Linked DNA regions of Zea mays: region 2 is linked to region 1. The links are chromatin contacts, called in public Hi-C maps. All regions are on one chromosome and are shown on one strand. Each heading gives the region's core, a stretch centred on a gene start, on an enhancer-like site or on the middle of the called end of the contact. The rest is flanking DNA. Distances are from core to core; before and after follow the strand shown. Region 1 holds the start of LOC103627315 (RING/U-box superfamily protein). Region 2 holds the start of LOC100273089 (Pentatricopeptide repeat-containing protein).

Region 1 (2,996 bases), core at 196-2,695:
GTTGGGCCCGGTTTGAGCATTCGTGGTGTTGAGGTGGGCCTGGACCAGGCCGGTATTGGATACCCACTCACTCTAGATAATTGTTTTCTAGCTTAGACTATCCCCACAACTTACTCATATTCATATTCAAATTCAAATTCAAATATACGAATAGTGTAATCTACAATACAAAACAATGTTTTTAGTGACCATATGCACGATCTCAAAGTCGCTAAACCCATACCGTGAATGTCCTTCCCCCTCCACAAAATATCACAAAGTCTTTCAAGGGGCGCATAGAGAGCAACCTCGTCAGATGGGAAAAGAATGGACGGAGGAGGATAACCTTCTTAGCTAATTTCCACATTCGTTTTTTTTTTGTTTGCCGACTGAATTTTCTCTTCTCCAGAAGCAGTCCCAAAATAATTTTGGTTGCGAAGTAAACGAGAGAAAAAAAGAGCAGGCCCAGGCAGAGAGTGAACTGTCATTGTGAGATGGTAGTTGCAGTTAGCTAGTCAATCACGTCCGTGTCGTCGTGGTCTCGCTCAACAGTCGCGTCGCGTGCCAAGCCAAAGCCAAAGCAAACCAACTTGCTGTCGAAATGAGCACACCACCAGCTTCTCTATCGGTCGTTTCATCATCGATCATGTCCTGCACTGCAGGACTGCACCCCTCACCTTCCGATCGCTGGGCGATCCTGCCTGCGTCTCCCTATCCACCCTTTAATTGCATTGCAGCTATTTCACCTCCATCGCTACCAAATAGCAACGGTTAACCAAACTTGATTTTTTTTTCTTTTCTTCTTCCCTTGACAACACCATCTGTTGTTGCCGCGTGGTTTGTTATTAAGGTATAATAGTTAACCCACCTTTTCAATGGAAATCAAACCTAGATCTACCTACCAAATACCATCTATCTATAAAGTGGCAGTGGCAGTACCGTGCCGTGCGTACCGTGGATTTATTAATTTTGGATTGGATTGGATTAATTGGAAAGCAAATGCAAGCATGCAGCAGCACCATTGGCTGCCAATTGAGCCGTGTTAAATAGACCGTGATTAAGCACGCCACGACCCATAATGCTTTGACACAGTACATACACGATTTATATAGTGCCAATGCTAACACGACATGGTATAGCGCTCGTGTTTGGGTAGCCACCCCGACAAGATGGGCTGGCACGAGCATATCATGATTAGATACGGCTTAGACCAGCTGGTGTCATAGATATGATTGTGATGTGTGTATGTGATTGTGAATTGTGATTTGTTATGACTTCAAACATAATAAATTCACTTTTTTTAAGCTCCTAAAATGAAATAGTGCCTATCATATAGTATCGGCACAACACGGTGTCGACACGAGTACTAATCGTGCATAATAGTTTTGTGTCTAATAATATTAATGGCAGTGATATGTCGTGTGGCCTATTTAGCCATCTGTAGATGTGATATGGATTGGCTGGGTAGCAATCATCAGAAGGAGAGCCCTCGACCATAGAACGGTTTGTCTTTTTTTTCCTTGTTCAATTACTATCGAAATAAAATTCTCTCTTTTTCTATGGATTTAACTTGTAACAGCGAAGAGAAGGAGAGCCTCTCCACCCTAGAAAATTTCTTCTTTTTTCTTCTTGATTATAATCGATACTAGATTCTTTCTTTCACAGAGACGACTGACTTGACTCTAAAAAACATTGTCAATCTAAACTTATTTCTTTTTAAACATATCAAATCAATCTAATCAAATCTGACCAGGACACCAGGCACTGTTCACGCGCGACCCTGCCGCGTGGGGCCCTGGCCGGGCTCCCCTGCCATAACAAACAGGATGCGAGGTTTTTCTTCAATTCGTCGCAAGTGCTCACTGCGCGTGCTCGAGCTCGCCACACACACACACACGGCTACCTCCTCCAGCTCCGGGTCGCGTCGCGCGCCATGGCTCTTCCTAAACATTCACAGGTACACTTTGGGTGGGTGGGTGGGTGCTTCCATCGTTCCTTCTTGATCCAACTCTCTCCATGTTCACTAGAGCTTTAATTTGATCTCGACCCATCCATCAGGCTAGTTAGCTTACTGATTCGATCTGTGTTGCGCGCGCAGGGGGCGGGGGCAGAGGTGGCGGCGGACGGCTCCACCTCCACCTCCACTTCGCCCGTGGAAGACGATGGCGGCACATTAGATGATCTGGGACAGGGGCAGCGGCAGGGCCATCACGAAGAAGACAACGACGACGACCATCACTTCTCCTCGTCCTCGTCCACCGGGAATAAGCATAAGCAGACGAGCTGCCTCCTGCCAGCACGCAGCCTGAGATCAACAGATGAAGCAAGCCATAGCCAGCAAGCAGACTGCGGGGTCCGTTCGCTATCCTTCTCCAAGATCTTGAGCTTCAGAATGTGGGCGCCCGGCGGCTCCAGCTCCCCCACCTGCTTGGAGGATTACATTGCTGGTCAGCATCAACTAGAGCACGATGATGATGAGGCCGACAAGCTGATGAAGCAGGTATGTCGGTCGCAGTCCGTGCCAGCTACGAGCGTGGCCAGGCGGCGATCCAGCGGCACCACCGCAAAAGGGAAAGGGTCGAGGAGAGTGGCAGACTCCAGCTCCCTCAGGCGCCTCAGAGTGGTGCCACTGCGTGTTCCTCTTCCTCCTCCTCCACCTCTCCAAGATGAGGCCGCAAGGGGCACCGCCGATGCTATTGCTACTACCGTTACCACCGGAGAAGAGGAAGAAGATCAAGACATCGCGGCTGAGGAGGCGGTGTGCCGCATCTGCATGGTAGCCCTGTCGGAGGAGGCGGTGTTCAAGCTGGAGTGCTGCTGCAAGGGCGAGCTGGCCTTGGCGCACAGGGCGTGCGCCATCAAGTGGTTCAGCATCAAGGGCAACGGCAGCTGCGACGTGTGCAGCCAAGAGGTGCTCAACCTTCCAGTCACCCTGCGACGCCTCCCGGACCATCCGTCCGTCATTCAGGCGGCGGCGGCTCTGGCACAGGCACAGGCGCAGGCGCAGGCTCAGGGCA
Region 2 (2,996 bases), core at 241-2,740, 210 kb after region 1:
ATGATTGATATTCAAACATCTGTTGTGATACAGATTAAACTTTAATGAGGGGAACTAAACATCCCTAAGTTCAAAGTTCTCAAATGAACTGCAGAATCTAAACAATAATAAAGTTCTACTGATGTAGTATATGAAGCATCAACTTGAAATGCATTTCCAATTTGAAATGAGCCAAACCCATTTTCCTCCCTATTCATTTGCATTGCCTCAGATTCAGATTCTCCATTATCCTCAAGGATCTCATTTTCATTAACAACTGACAAAGCTACGACGCGTTCTTTTGCTTATTGGATGCTCACTAGTAGTCTGATCTTCTAGCACGTGCAGCAGTAGCTCTTGGCAAATTGCGCCCACTTAAACCTTAAGATACACCAACTGCGGCAACTACACGAACACATGTTAAATCACTAACACCACCTGCTGAATATGTTTAATTAGTCGCATTGGGCAATTTGCATCCAACTTCATAAGGACAATGGAAGAGACTTTTGTAGACTCCTCTTAGCCAACTTCATAAAAAACCTAAAGGATGTTCGATTTTTATGGACTAATTTTTTTCCTACAATTTATTCCATTTTAATCTATAAATTATCAAATACGAAAGCTAAAATAGAGTTTTAGTTTCTATATTTGACAATTTAGGGACTAAAAATTAGACCCTAGAAACCAAACACTCCATAAATCTAAATCTATTTTTTATAATCCAAATTTAATAGAGCTAGAGCGTTTGAAATGGATTGTTAGAGCATCTCTAAGAGACTCTTTATTTTTAACTCTCTATTTGACTCTATTTATTTTTTCATCAAAGATTAAACTCTATATATAGCATTTAATTCTAACAGACTCTCTAACATGCATGTTAGTTTAGAGTGGCTAGCCAAACTTGGCTAGTGAGAGAGCCAATTTAGAGAGTCGGATAGTTTGGCGAGTTGGATGACCAGTGTGTTAGAGAGTTATTTTGCTATTAAGTAATTAAATTTTAGATTGACAAGTCATTTAGCTAGTCTCTTAAGAATGCTCTTACACATCAGAGCTATGGTGAGCTATCCCGAATAATTGATATTTTACCACTCACAATGTTGCTTTCTTGTTATAGTTATCATAATATACTCATAGATCTAATGATAATTTTACGAACCCCTTTTAGTGTAGAGAATATATATGGTGCACATAGATGTTTAGTGCACATGATGCACATATTAAATCATCACCACTCATTTTAGATCTGACATCTCTAGTTGTTTAATATATTTTACTAAGGACATGGTAGGGTGTAGTGATAGAAGGTGTTATTTGTAAATTACAATGATCAACCATAGACGTTAAATTTGAGATGAATAGTAATAATTTAATATGTGCACCCTGTGCACTAAACTTATATATGCATGAGATATGTCCTCTTTACTTCTTCAGTGTAATGCCAAATATACATTCTCTGGAGCCAACGGTCCGTAAAGCTCACCAGTGCGTCGGCCCATTACACCGCTGACCTTATCGTCGCCGCTGGGCGCTGCCTCGTCGCCCGACACCGATGGCCGCCGCACCTCCGCCTGCTGCGCTGCCGTCCCACATGTCCGCCGCTCTCATCACCTTGCCCTCCTCCCACTCCTATCCTTCCCTCCCCGCGCAACCCAAGCCCCCAACCCCCAGGCCCCCTCAACTCCACCTCGTCCCCCGCGTCGCCGCATACCCCGCCGCATCCGCGGCCACCCCACGCCGCAAAGCCTCCTCCGCTTCCGCCACGGAACGTCTCCGCGTTCTCGTACGCCGTGGCGAACTGGACGATGCCCTCCGCCTCGTCGACTCACTCGCGGGCCTCAACCCACCCTCGCCAGCCGCGGTGGGGCCCTGCGCCGCGCTCATCAAGAAGCTCTGCGCGTCGGGCCGCACAGCGGACGCGCGCCGCGTGCTGGCTGCGAGCGGGCCTGATGTCATGGTCTACAACGCCATGGTGGCGGGCTACTGCGGGGCCGGGCAGCTCGACGCCGCGCGCAGGCTCGTGGCGGACATGCCCGTGGAGCCCGACGCGTACACCTACAACACGCTCATCCGAGGCCTCTGTGGCCGCGGCCGAACCAGCAACGCCCTGGCGGTGCTCGAGGATATGTTCCGCCGCGGCTGCTTGCCCGACGTCGTCACGTACACCATTCTGCTCGAGGCCACCTGCAAGAGGAGCGGGTACAAGCAGGCCATGAAGCTACTCGATGAGATGCATGACAAGGGGTGCGCCCCGGACATTGTCACCTATAATGTCGTCCTCAATGGTATCTGCCAGGAAGGCCGGGTTGAGGACGCAATGGAGTTCTTGAAGAACTTACCGTCCTATGGGTGCGAGCCGAACACTGTTAGCTACAACATTGTGCTGAAGGGTTTGTTCACTGCAGAACGGTGGGAAGATGCCGAGAAGCTCATGGAAGAGATGGCACACAAGGGTTGCCCTCCGAATGTGGTAACATTTAATATGCTCATCAGTTTCTTGTGTCGTAGAGGATTGGTTGAGCCCGCAATGGAAGTTCTTGAGCAGATGCCCCAGTACGGATGCACGCCTAATTCATTGAGTTACAACCCGCTTCTTCATGCCTTCTGCAAACAAAAGAAGATACATAAAGCAATGGAATTTGTGGAACTAATGGTGTCCAGGGGTTGTTACCCAGACATCGTTTCATACAACACTCTACTTACAGCACTCTGCCGCAATGGGGAAGTTGATGTTGCTATTGAATTGCTTCATCAACTCAAGGACAAAGGCTGTAGCCCGGTCTTGATTAGTTATAACACGGTCATTGATGGCCTTACTAAGGCTGGCAAAACAAAGGAAGCGTTAGAACTGTTGGATGAGATGACCAGTAAAGGGCTCCAACCAGATATCATTACTTATTCGACAATAGCTTCTGGTCTTTGTAGAGAAGACAGGATTGAGGAGGCGGTTAGAACATTTTGTAAAGTGCAAGATATGGGTATAAGGCCCACTGCGGCACTGTACAATGCTATTCTTC

Evidence for each region. Hi-C and Micro-C count contacts between places; a contact is called where the count stands out from the background.
Region 2: a contact with region 1 is called in a Hi-C map of tassel, with 2.4 times the contacts expected there. The contact joins the promoter of LOC100273089 here to the promoter of LOC103627315 in region 1. A contact is called at or near these places in 3 of 25 Hi-C or Micro-C datasets (ear, leaf and tassel).

Annotation. Positions count from the first base shown.
Region 1 is chr5:178,320,571-178,323,566 of Zm-B73-REFERENCE-NAM-5.0, forward strand. It overlaps LOC103627315 (RING/U-box superfamily protein), which reads left to right and starts at 1,446. Exons shown (of 4, transcript XM_008647621.4): 1 at 1,446-1,936; 2 at 2,078-2,996. The coding sequence starts at 1,913.
Region 2 is chr5:178,534,738-178,537,733 of Zm-B73-REFERENCE-NAM-5.0, forward strand. It overlaps LOC100273089 (Pentatricopeptide repeat-containing protein), which reads left to right and starts at 1,491. Exons shown (of 1, transcript NM_001147538.1): 1 at 1,491-2,996. The coding sequence starts at 1,532.